2 separate regions of the Sus scrofa genome follow, and region 1 is linked to region 2. A link is a contact called in public Hi-C data. All regions are on one chromosome and are shown on one strand. The core of a region is the stretch at or near the end of the contact, and the rest is flanking DNA. Distances in the headings are between cores, read along the strand shown.

Region 1 (6,078 bases), core at 3,527-6,026, 440 kb after region 2:
GCTCGGAGGCTCACCCGGGCTTGTGCACGATGTCCCTCAGCACCCGCACCGCGTCATCGTTGCTCATGTTCTCGAAGTTCACGTCGTTCACCTGCAGGGAGGGCAGTGATCAGAAGCGGGGGAGGGGCTCGGGCCCGGGCAGAAGGGGCGACAGGCCCGCCGCCCGCCGCCTCCGCCACTGCCGCCGTGCAGCCCACCTGCAAAAGCATGTCCCCGGGCTCAATGCGCCCGTCGGCGGCCACAGCGCCCCCCTTCATGATGGAGCCGATGTAGATGCCACCGTCTCCCCGCTCGTTGCTTTGGCCCACGATGGAGATGCCCAGGAAGTTGTACTTCTCTGTGAACGGAGACCAGGTGACGACGGGGTGGGGGGTGGGGGGAGCCCCCAACCTCCCAGCGGGCACCCCACCCCACCCCCAGGCCCCCCCTTCATACCCATGTTGAGCGTGACGGTGATGATGTTGAGAGACATGGTGGAGTCGGTGACGCTGCTGAAGGACGAGGTCTGCGGCGGGGGGAAGGGAGAAGGAGCTGGACTGCCTTCCACCACCCACCGCGACAGGCCCGGGGACCCCCTAAGCCAACGCCTGTGCCCCGACTGTGCCCCGACTTCCCCCGAGAAGCCCCTCACCCTCTCCAGGCGGGGGGGCCGCTGCTTCCGCCGCCGCCGGTGCCGCTTGAGGAGGCGGGAGGCGCTGCTCTGCTCCGTGGAGCTGCTGAACCTGCCGGGGGGTCGGGCAAGGAGCCCACCAGGTGGCGGTCACGGGACCGAAGGGACGGGCAGGCCGGCGGGCGGCCCCGGGGAGGGCTGGGAGCCCTACCTGCTCAAGGTGTCGTCCTCGTCCGAGTCCCCCAGGCTGGTGCTCTCCAGCTCGCTGGTCAGGAGGGTGGAGGAGCTCTCGTACCCGGCCAGGTGGCGCTCCAGCCGCGAGGGGCCGCTGGGCCTGTGGCCCCCAGCTGCGGAGGACCGGGAAGCTCAGGCGGCAGGCCTGGCGCGTTCCGCGCCTGCCCTCGGGGCCCCGGGGCTGAGCCAACCCTCCCCAGCTGCCAGGCCGGCCAGCCTGCGGGCCTGGCCCCCTCACCGCCGTGCTCACTGCTGTCTCGCCTGCGAGGCCGCTCCCGCCTCAGAGACACAACTGACTCTGTTTCCGTCTCGGGCTCCAGATTCTCCCGGCTGCTGGACACGTTAGGGCTAGATGGGCAGACAGGGTTTCCCACCCACATCAGCGGGACAGGGCTCTGAGGCCTCGGCTTCCCCTCCCGGGGGCTTGGATCCCCCCCCCCCCCCCGCACACCCCCGACTCAAGAACCCCAAGGACTCACTGGAAGGATGGAGGCCTGGAGTCCCCAATACCACTGGTCCTCTCTGGAGGCAAAGGGGGTAACGGTGGGGGTGGAGGTGCCAGGTCTGTCCGAGGTTCATGGGCCGGGGGGGCCATCTCAGGCTGGGGGTTATCTGATGACACCAGCTAGAACCGTGCAAGTGATTAAAAAAAAAAAAAAAAGGCTCAATGGGGAAGTGAGGCATAGGAGATGGAATTAAGAGAAAGGACTAGAAAAGGAGACAGCGCCTGAGCGAGCCTGGAGAAAAGCACAAAAAAGTAGTAAGCCCTAGAGGCTCCAGAAGGAGAAGGCGGAGGGGTTCCACTGGCTGGCTCTCCAAACAGGTACGCAGGCAAAGAGCCAGCACTTCCAGCACCCGAGAGCGGGCAGGCACAGGCTGAGCCTTGGAGGAGCTTGGCAGTGCCTGAGGGACTGAGCCTCAGAGCCAGGGCCCCTTACCCAGGATACCACCCTTCCGTTGAAGCAGGGAAGGCGGGCATTGTCGTCGGAAATCTCTTCCTTCACCACCCTGCCAAGAGACAAAAGAAAGGTCGGTGTGACTGCACTGGCGTCCCATTCCCACCCACATTCAAAGTTTCTCCCCATTGGAGTTCCCGTCATGGCTCAGTGGCTAATGAATCCGACTAGGAACCATGAAGTGGCGGGTTCGATCCCTGGCCTTGCTCCGTGGGTTAAGGATCCGGCAATGCTGTGAGCTGTGGTGTAGGTCACAGACGTGGCTCAGATCCCACGTTGTTGTGGCTCTGGTGTAGGCGGGTGGCTACAGCTCCGACTGAACCCCTAGCCAGGGAACCTCCATATGCCACAAGAAGCGGCCCTAGAAAAGGCAAAAAGACCAAAAAAAAAAAAAGTTTCTCCCCATCTTCACCCAGCTCAAGGGTGCTGATGCTCCACCACCCTGTCCAAGTTCTCTTCTTACACGGAAACATGTTGCTCTTACACCCAGGAAATCTCCAAACTCAATTCCTTTTCAATACTCCTTCCTGCCCCAGCTCATCCTCAGAGGCTCGGTGCTGATCCAAAGATTTCCCAGCGTCTGATTCAAACCTTCCCTTAAGGTTGCCCCAGGTGCCCCACATACCCACCTAAGCTCAGGAGCCTCAGGAGCAGCCTCCCCACAACTCTCACCTGACCGCTCGCACAACTTCCCCCAAAGAGGCACTGGTCCTCATCTGAGTCTCTACTCATGCTCTCCTTCGTTTTCTCTCACTTACTTCCAGAGCAATGTCCAAATGTGCTGCCTTCCCCTTGGCAAATGCACCCGTTAAAGCAAAGAATGGCGCTTCCTCACTAGACTGAAGGCTCCCAAGGAGAGCTGAAGCCAGACTGCCATTCCCCTGAGCCTCACCTGGCACAAAACTGCACTAAGCAATCTGTTCCCTGGACAGCCTCCAAAACCCAACCCTGGGGGTCATCCCCCCCATGGGTTCCTTTGATGGACTGGACTTGCTCCTTTTTAATGAAATCATTACATCATGAATGCCTGTTTTGTTCAAAACCATGTCCCCAGCCACACAGCAAAGCCCCTGACCCTTCCTAAGCATTAACAGCTATCTGTTGACGACACTAATAAACACATCACTAGGAGGCACACTTGCCCTGAACAGACTCTCATACCCACAAATTAGGACATTAAGTCTGATGAACCCTTTAGCCTAATGTGGTTCTAAGAGCTGAGATCGCTGTCATTTTAATCCCATTTACTATCAGCGTGACAGCACAGTCCAGTCATCAGCGATCTGCCTCAGCGTAAGGGTGTATTCATGACACAATCCAGCCTCAACAGAGACCAGCCTGCCAAGTGATTCTGTTCTGCATCATCGCAGCCTGGTTTAAGAATTAGATTTGATACTAATAACGATGACGACCGCTTACCAAAAACATCCCCTTCCCCATACATCTATAGTAAACGTTTTACTCTAGCCGACTCCATTTCAAAGATGCAACCAAAGATCAAAAGTTAAATAAACTGCCCAAGGCTACAGTGTTGACGAATAAAAAAAAGAACCTTGATTTAAACCCAAGGTAACTTCCAAGGCAGTACCACCTTCCTAACACCCAACGACCTTTCCAGGACAAGCTCAGTCCGCTCAGCTTTCCTAGAACCCAGGGTATCCCAGCTTAATCCAGTATCCCTTTAAGAGCTGAGATTGAGGACCAAGAGGGCACAATCTCAAAGTACATACACACAAAGGGCTCACTCTGCATTATTTACAGTCCCAGTCCAGCCCAGACTATCCCAAATTTCCTCAGGATAGCCCAATCTGTTCTAGCGCAGCCTAGCATGTCCCCACATGCAGCTGTCTGCACCAATATAGACCAGAATATCCCAATATAGCTGTCTGCGCTATGTTATGTACTAACATAAACCCGGTCAGCCCTGTCTGCCCCTGTTTTGAGTGTCCCAATAAAAACCAGGCCGCAAAGAAACTAAGATCAATCAATAGAACCCAGCAGAGATCATAACTGCATCCGGACACAGCACTCTGCATTAGCACAGACTAGAACGTCCCCAAACAATCCTGTCTGCCTTAGTAATAGGACAGAACACCTCAGTCGCTCCTTTATAGCCCAATCTACACCGGCAGATTCCACAACACCCCCACCATAGCCTTTGTGCCTCAGCACTGCTCACAATGTACTGGACTACCAAGGAAAGATCGATCCAGCTCAGCACAGTCCAGAACATCCAAAATTAAACCAGTGCGCCCTACTGTATGCCAGTATAGCCTAATCGCTTTTAATCTTGTCTAATAGAGCGCAGTCTGTCCTCCTACAGATTCTTGCGCCTCAACCTGGCCAGGCATAACCTTGTCCGTCCTGGGATGGCCAATCTACACCAGCCTAGTAAAATCTGCTCCACTACAGCCCAGAAAATCGCTGTATGTCCCAGAACAGACCGGTGACCCTCGGTAGTGCCCAATCCACAATAGCACAGCCCCCATCGATCCTAGTCTAGGCCTCGCGCTCACCCGAAATCCTGATCCATAGACTTAAAAAAGTACTTTGCGCCCGCGGGCCGCTGCAAGACGCTCTTGAAATCGCCGAGGGTTATGCGCTCGGCGGGGACAGGGATCTTCACCAGATAGGGAGTTTCTTCTTCATCCAGGTGGTAAATCACCTTCGTCTCCCCGACACCACCGCCCCCCGCTCCGCTGCCCGCCATGGTCTCGCCCGCGCGCTCCCGGGCTCTGCCGCCCACCCAACGGGGCTGAGCGCCCCCGCCGCGCCTGCGCACTCCTGCGAAGCGACGCGCAAGCGAGGACAGGACCGCCTGGGCGCAAGTAAGGTGCAAAAGGGAAGGCGGCACTGGTCAGCGAGGTGGCGGCGGTGGGAGGGGGCCGGGCCGTGGGACGCGACCCAAAGCCCCGGACTCGGCGGCCACCGCCGCCGCCGCCGCGCGCCACCGCCGCCGATGTCGCGAGCGCCCTCCAGCGCCCCGCCCACCTCTCCCCATGTCACGTGACGCGGGCCGGCCCGCCCCGCTCCCCGTAACGCCCCCGTCATGTGACTCTGTCCGGATCACGTGACCATAGACACTGCCCAGCGCCTCCGCCACATGATTGCTGCCTTCAGCAACCGTCTCACAACCCTGCCCCCAAAGGTGTCCCCACCCGCGTCCTGGCTATCCTGGCTCTGCTGGCCTCCACCCTCAGGTGGCAGGCAACTGATTCCGCTTTAGTCCACTGACGGGGGTCGCTCCAAGCAACTCTCATCCGCGGGAGCGTGCGCCTGGGAAATGAGAGTGGGGATGGGGTGGGAAGCGGCGGTGGGAAGTGTGTGTCCTACACTAAGGTCCTACACTAAGGGTGAGATGGGGCAAAGCCAACTGGGGCCGTAGGGTTGGGGGGGAAGGGGTAGAGCCAGATCATTTTCAGTTTGAACTTTTAAAGAGAAGTGGGTGCCTGCCCCATCTCCAGCCAGCTTTTCCAAAGCCGCCCTCCCATGCAGGACAGTCAGCGAGGGCTATGAACACAAAAGAGCCCACTCTGCTTTATTTACAACTCACAGGCTGTCTGTACAAACAGCTGGCCGATATTATGAAAAACAAAAAAGGTGAGTTAGAGAATCGTCACCTGTTTTCCTTCCTCACTCGGCCAAGCTCTGGCTGGTACCCCACCTCTGAGCTTCCATGCTCAAAAGGGGAAGTCCAAAATTAAAAACACAACCGGTGTAGAATAAATGGGGAGTGAGAAAGATGAGGGAGGGGAATGCTGTATTTACACTAGAGTTTTATAGACAACTGTCCCATTCCATCCCAATTCCAACCCTGCCCAGAAAGTGATCGGTCACAGGCAGGTCCAAGGGACAGAACTTAAGTGTCTAGGGACCCAGCCAGCTTCCCACCAACTGCAATGGGTCTAAGTTCAAGTCCACAACGTGGGAAGGAAGGGTAGGACAGGAACATGACTCATTTCCAAACCAGTCTCCCTTGGAAATTTCGGCTTTGAAATGGGACATCCAAGCTCCAGGGGATATCTCAAGGACCCTGAGGCTCAGTTTCCCAGTCATGTTGCCATTTGAAGTTCCAGCCTAGACATGGCAAATGTCAGGGCTCTCCAGACTTCGGAGGCCCCCCTAACCGCCGGGCCTCTGGCCGCAGTTCCTTGCATTTCTGGCAATAAAAGAAGTCAGGGACATTGGTCTTCTTAATCTTCGCACAGGAGAGGTGGATCCACGTCCCACACAGGCTGCACTCAATCATGGGCCGGCCCGCAAAGGGCTTTCGGCAGT
Region 2 (5,983 bases), core at 2,712-5,211:
TGTGGCTCAGTGGTAACGAACCGGACTAGTATCCATGAGGAGGCAGAACTGATCCTTGGCCTCGCTCAGGGGGTTAAGGATTTGGCATTGCTGTGAGCTGCGGTGTAGATCATAGATGAGGCTTGGATCGGGTGTTGCTGTGGCTGTGGTGTAGGCTGTCAGCTGCAGCTCTGATTTGACCCCTAGCCTGCGAACCTCCATGTGCCATGGTGTGGCCCTAAAAAGACCAAAACAAAACAAAACAAAACAAAAAAAAACACAAAAGGTACTTCCAGGTCCCAGCTAAAGCTGTCTTCTGTAGTGTTGGTGGTCCCCATACTGCCTTTTGGCTGTGTAGACTCATTATTTCCTTTACTCTTCCTGGCTACTCTGGCCCTTGGTACTAAAATGATCCTTACTTTACAGCTGAAAGAAATGAATCCCAGACAGGTTCAGAGACAAGGGGCAGAGCCACAGCTACCTTGTAGCAGAGCCTGGGTTCCAGCTCAGATCTCCTGACTTCCCGGTTCAGAATGCACACTCGCCCCAGTGGTTCCACATTGTGGTTTGCTTACTTCCTTCTCCCTGTTCTCCCTCTGCCCCTGCCTTCCTTTTCTGGCCTTTACCTGTTCCCTTGATGGTCCCCTTGACCCGCTCCCCTCCCTCCTACCTACTTCTACACCTTGTCTCCTCATCGTCTTGATTCCTTGCTTCTTGCCTCTACAGAATGTGGACGTGCTCATGCCAGAACGGTGGCCCACCAGCAGCATTTAGCTCCTCAGAACACCCGGGTTCCTGAACTCCCAGAAAGGGCACCTCCAGACAGTAGCACCCCTGCCCAGACGAATCTGCCATCTACCCTGCAGCCGACCCAGAAGCCCACGCTTCCAGAAGGCATGCCATCCTTGGCCAAAAAGCTCATCCCCACCAGTGAAACCGACACATCCACTGTGGGCCACAGTCTGGGGGCTAAGTCTGAGGCCAGGGAGAACCAGGAGCAGCTAGGAAAAAATGTGGGTGCTACAGCGGGAACATCAGCCCTGGTGCCAGTGCTGTCCCTCTTGGTCATCATTTTCCTTCTCACCGGAGTCCTACTTTACGTGATGTGCAAGAAGAGGCAGGAGCAGTCACGTCAGTACCCTCCAGGTAAACTGGGCCTCTCATCCCTCCTCCAGGGACCCAGAGCCCTCCTGGCAAGGATCCTGTCCTTGGTAGCTCCAGGCAGACAAACATGGAGGGTGTCTGCACCGTGGATGAAAGGCCAGGGAGGGAAGAGTCAGCCAGACCGCGGATGGGGAGGGAGGGAAGCCACCATAGCCTCAGGGACCAGTGCTTGGCCTTCAGAGCCAGGCTGTGCTTAGAGCAACATCAGGAGGGCAGCTGGGGGTGCTCCTTGGTGGCCTAGCAGTTAAAGGATTTGGCGTTGTTACCACCATGGCGTGGGTTCAGTTCCTGGCCTGGGAACTTCTGCATGCTGCGACTGTGGCCAAAAAAACCCAACCAACCAAAAAAAAAAAAAAACAGATGGCAGCTGGGGCAGCCTAGTGGGAGATGAAGCTGTGGAGGAGTGGAGGAGCCATTTATTCAACTCATAAGTCTTTACTGAGCACCTACTGTGTACCTGGTCATATAGTTAATGTTTTGGAATCTGATTGCCCAGTTCAGCTATCACCTCCGCTCCCTCCCCTGCCCCTCCAACTTCTCAGAGCTCATCTCTCCATTTCTTTCTCTGTTTTAGATCCTCAGCTTCATTATGTTCCTGTGGCATCAAATATCAACACCTGAGCTAAGGATGAAAGCTTGTGAGGGTATAATGTGATTTAGTTACTATCAAGTGCATTTACTACATTAGAACAATCACTGGTACATGGTTGGGACACTCTACGTATCTGTCAGTATTCAATACACAAATAACAGCCACTGCCCTCTCTTAGATCTTTCCTCTGTGTGTTTGGTGTTTTGTGCTATAATGTAAAAATTGCCTTTTATACAGGAGATCTTATACTAATTCTATATATTTTTTAATGACTAAAACTTATTTTTATAATTATTGCCTCTTCTTTCTGCAAACCCTGGCCCTATACCCTTGCCCCCCTTACCATGATTCCTGGCTTCAGCTTCTTTACTGATGGCCGCCCAACTCCACCCCCATCCTTGTCTCAAGCCTCTCTTTGCACCCCATCAGTGTTCCCCCCAAGCCCACAGTGAGGGGAGGCTCTCCCACCCTCCCTCCTCAGCAGCTGCCACACAGCCTGGTTTTACTTCCTCAACCTCTTTCATCACCCGTATATGCCCCAGTGAGAGTCCGAGCTCCTTGTTTTTAATGTTATTGTTTTTATTATCAAAACTCCTAGTTCTCCTTTTGTCTCTTCCAATGAAGAAGAATGTGTCTTCATTGGCCCAAGTCTGTGGGGAGCCTGGGGCAGGGACATGAGGAAGTGGGTTCAGTGTCTGATTCTCCATCTCCTGTCTGAGCTTGTCAGCGCCTGGTGAAGTGCCCGGCAGGGGCACCCTGCTGGAGTAGCGAAGGCACAGCCGTGGGTGGGCTTGGTCTTTAAGTTTCTCCATTCCCACCTTTTGCTCCCCTTGTCCTCCTAGCCTCTGACCAGCTGGGCATATTCAGGGCAGCCCTGCTTCCATCCTCCAGGTTCTGTGTCGGGTTGCAAGTGGAGCTCTCCCTCCAAGCTTTTCACCTGCCCAGCCTAGTTTTCCAGCATCTGCTCACAGGTTCGGGCCACCTCATTGAGCTTGAGACGAGCATAGTCCACTCGCTTCAGGGCCATCTGACAGTCCTTCCTTGAAGAGTAACTGGAGCCCTCATGGGGCTGCCCTGTGGCCACCTACAGGACATTCAGATTGATCAATGAAGCACCCCTTCTCTTTCCCATCTCCACAATCAGGCATCAGGTGCATCAGGTCTCATTTTTTCCCAGAGTTTGAATTTGCTATGCCATATGGTAACTGGATTACCTGGGGGGCATCACTGAACTTCGCTTAGCCTCATTTGTAAAATGGGGATGACCATAACTACTTCCCCTAGAGTTAGGGGAAGTCAAATAGTTAAGTAGTTAGAGTTATAGGACTCGATAATGCAGAGTGTTTGGCACATTGTAAAAGTTTAGTAAATAGTGGGTGCTGCTATATTGATGTCAGACTCTTTCAATCCTGTTCCTCTGCTCAGGCGGTAGCCATCTGGGACCCCATACCCTTGATCAAGTTTCGAAGGGAAAATCCTGTGGCTTTGACACGGTTTACTCGCCCCCTCCCAGGGCTTTTCCATCCAATGGCTCAAGTGATGCAACTCCGTGACGCAGGCAGGGTCCGCCTTTAATCCTTTCCTTTTAGAGGAAAAGGCAGGCGCTGGAAGGGAGGGGCCCTGCCAAGGTCTTCCGGTCTGCTAGGTAAGGCGGGTCTTGCCTGATTTCCGAAGACAAAGCTAGGCCGGGAACCTCAGAAGGGTAAAGGCTAAAACAGAGAGCTGGGGGGAGGGAGGGCCACGGAGCACGTCCCACCACACACACACCTGCGTGAGATAGCGGATCTGAGCCGACAGCTCCGCCTCCACGTGCTGCACCGACGCCGTAAAGGCCGCTGCCTGTCGGTCTAGTAGCCGCTCATTGGTTTTTTCCTTGGACAGTTCTAAGATCACGGTACCTGTGGGATTGGAGAGAGACCTAGGGCGGGGATAGTACAGCCCCGCCCCAGGGGCAGCCCCACCTACTCCTGCTCGCTCCGCGCGCGCTTAGGATCCCTCCCAACCCGGCTCCCAGTCTCCGGTCGGCGCATGTGCACACAGTTGTTCTCGCTCCCGCTCCCCCTCCGGTCGTCGTATCTCGAACCTGCATTCTGAAGAATGGCTCCAATTTCCCGTTCGATGTCTTCTAGGGCGCGTAACCGCTCGTTCGCCAGGCTGTAGGTAGCCATTGTCACTCTGGGACAGGACTTTCTCCTTTTCCAAAATGCGACGGAAAAGTGTCCGGAAGTGGCTGTCGGTTTGCGCTTGCGCGGAAGGTGCTCGTTCGCTAACACTACAGCTCCCAGGATGCTCAGCGCGGTCTCGGCCTTCTCCGTTCTTCTGGCGAACTACAACTCCCAGGGGCTCCTGCGCGTGGTCAGGTCTGCCCCCGCATCGCTTAACCACCTGTGGTAAGAGGCAGAATCGAGATATTCCCCAGCCTGAGGCCATTCGAAGCTGTCCACTTTCACACTGCCTTGTGGTCTGTGTTTAATTTCTTCTACAAGAATTTACTGAGCGTCTTCTGGGTGGTAGGTGATGAGGGTGGGAGCTCTGGGGTATTCCAGACTGCGCAGCCGTGGACCCTCTGTCTGCCTATCCCACTCCGCCACCTATCGGGACCTGGGGAAAACTGAACTTGGTGAGTGGTCCTTATTCGCCCTAGCGCTTCCCCCACTTCTGGAGCCCAGCTGAAACAGACTGTCAGTATATTCTGAGAAAAGTTGGTCCATTTTCCCTCTCTGCCTATTATGGGGTTGACCCTGGCTACAGAGCTGAATGAGGTGGACGCTTAACGTGACAGTGGGATAGGTGTTTTATTAGAGATACGCCCAAGGGTGTATCTCTAGGAATACAGAGAAAGGATTCTGGAAGGAAATGCTGCTTTTACGGAGTCTTAAGGCTTAACCGGTGCGTGAGAGGTTGAAGTGGATGACGGAAAAGCCCAGGCAAGCGCGAGGTGCTGTGAAGGGGGCTGGAACATTAAGTAGGGCGTTCAGTTTAGGGTGAATGAGTGTGGTGGTGGGGAGGTGTGATGGGGAGACTGGGCTGGGGAGCCACATCGGGAAACAGCTTGCAGGCTAAGGAATCCTGACTTTATTTTGAAGGCATTTGGAGCCTTTGAAGGATTTTCAAGAAGGGTGCTCTGACCAGCTTTACCTTTTAAGAAAGATCAATCTCGAAAGTTTATGGAAAATTGAGAATGAAGCCAGTTTGCACAGGGTGAGCAAACGAATGGGAGACTTTCAGTTAAACTTCACTTCTTTCTTAAATCCTAATAAAATAGCAATAAGGGGATTTTATAAAGGGGTCCAGGAGAAAGAGAGAGGAGTTAATAGCAAAGCTTTAGATAGAAATCGGAAGGCAGAAGGGTACATGGTAACTGACTTGGCAGTGAAGTGGTAACTAAGCCAGCAGTGAAGAAAGCTTAGAACCAGCCTGATGTACCCTTAAATCGGTGGCACACAGCAGTATATCTGGGCTGTAGGTAGTATTAAAATTAGGAGGATAATTTGAAGTAGTTAGACGCCCCCCCCCATCCCCTCCTTTACTTCATATATCTTGGACACTACTCATCAGATTGCTGGAAGTTTCTTTGTTGGAGTTGGAAGACAGAGAGTCTTTGGCATGGAGGGCACCTGGGCCCGAGTGTGTTGAAAACAGAGATTAAGTGAAAGTTTAACTAGTGGTAGTTTCTAGAACTCTGGAAACCAGACTTATACCTTCTATGTAAGAGACTAGAAGACTCTCATCGGGAGAATTTGACTATTCAGAGAAAAGACCCAAGCGTAACGTCAGCGGTTCTCCAGGCAGTTAGCCGGTTTGCCCCATAGTGAAACCTATAGTTGATAAGTCCCAACTGTGTCCATAGATCTAATCACCCTCTTAGCCCCTCACCCTTAAAAATGAGCAGACATAAGACAAAGGATTTGATGAAACTTTCTAACATGAAAGGCAGAGGCCAAAATAAACAGGAAGAAACAACAACAGCAAATAACCCCTTAAATAATATAGATTAAAACTTAAGGGGAGTTCCTGTCATGGCTCGGTGGTTAATGAATCTGACTAGGAACCATGAGGTTGCGGGTTCGATCCCTGGCCTTGCTCTGTGGGTTAAGGATCCGGCGTTGCCGTGAGCTGTGGTGTAGGTCACTGATGTGGCATGAATCCTGCGTTGCTATGGCTCTGGTGTAGGCCGGTGGCTACAGGTCCGATTCGACCCCTAGCTTGGGAACCTCCATATGCCGCGAGTGCGGCCCTAGAAAAGAC

Evidence for each region. Hi-C and Micro-C count contacts between places; a contact is called where the count stands out from the background.
Region 1: a contact with region 2 is called in a Hi-C map of liver, with 2.4 times the contacts expected there. The contact joins the promoter of DVL2 here to the promoter of MED11 in region 2. A contact is called at or near these places in 2 of 47 Hi-C or Micro-C datasets (liver and skeletal muscle) and 1 of 2 datasets of contacts at active chromatin or transcription factors (alveolar macrophages).

The regions. Positions count from the first base shown.
Region 1 is chr12:52,585,490-52,591,567 of Sscrofa11.1, forward strand. It overlaps DVL2 (segment polarity protein dishevelled homolog DVL-2), which reads right to left and starts at 4,777. Exons shown (of 16, transcript XM_003354942.4): 1 at 4,317-4,777; 2 at 1,783-1,852; 3 at 1,324-1,469; 4 at 1,083-1,192; 5 at 822-957; 6 at 632-722; 7 at 436-505; 8 at 198-337; 9 at 15-91. The coding sequence starts at 4,510. It overlaps PHF23 (PHD finger protein 23), which reads right to left. Exons shown (of 5, transcript NM_001244314.1): 5 at 5,312-6,078. The coding sequence ends at 5,894.
Region 2 is chr12:52,148,242-52,154,224 of Sscrofa11.1, forward strand. MED11 (mediator complex subunit 11) reads right to left here and starts at 3,962. Exons shown (of 3, transcript NM_001244823.1): 1 at 3,819-3,962; 2 at 3,503-3,633; 3 at 2,297-2,819. The coding sequence starts at 3,903. The coding sequence ends at 2,682. It overlaps CXCL16 (C-X-C motif chemokine ligand 16), which reads left to right. Exons shown (of 5, transcript NM_213811.1): 4 at 706-1,125; 5 at 1,718-1,779. The coding sequence ends at 1,764.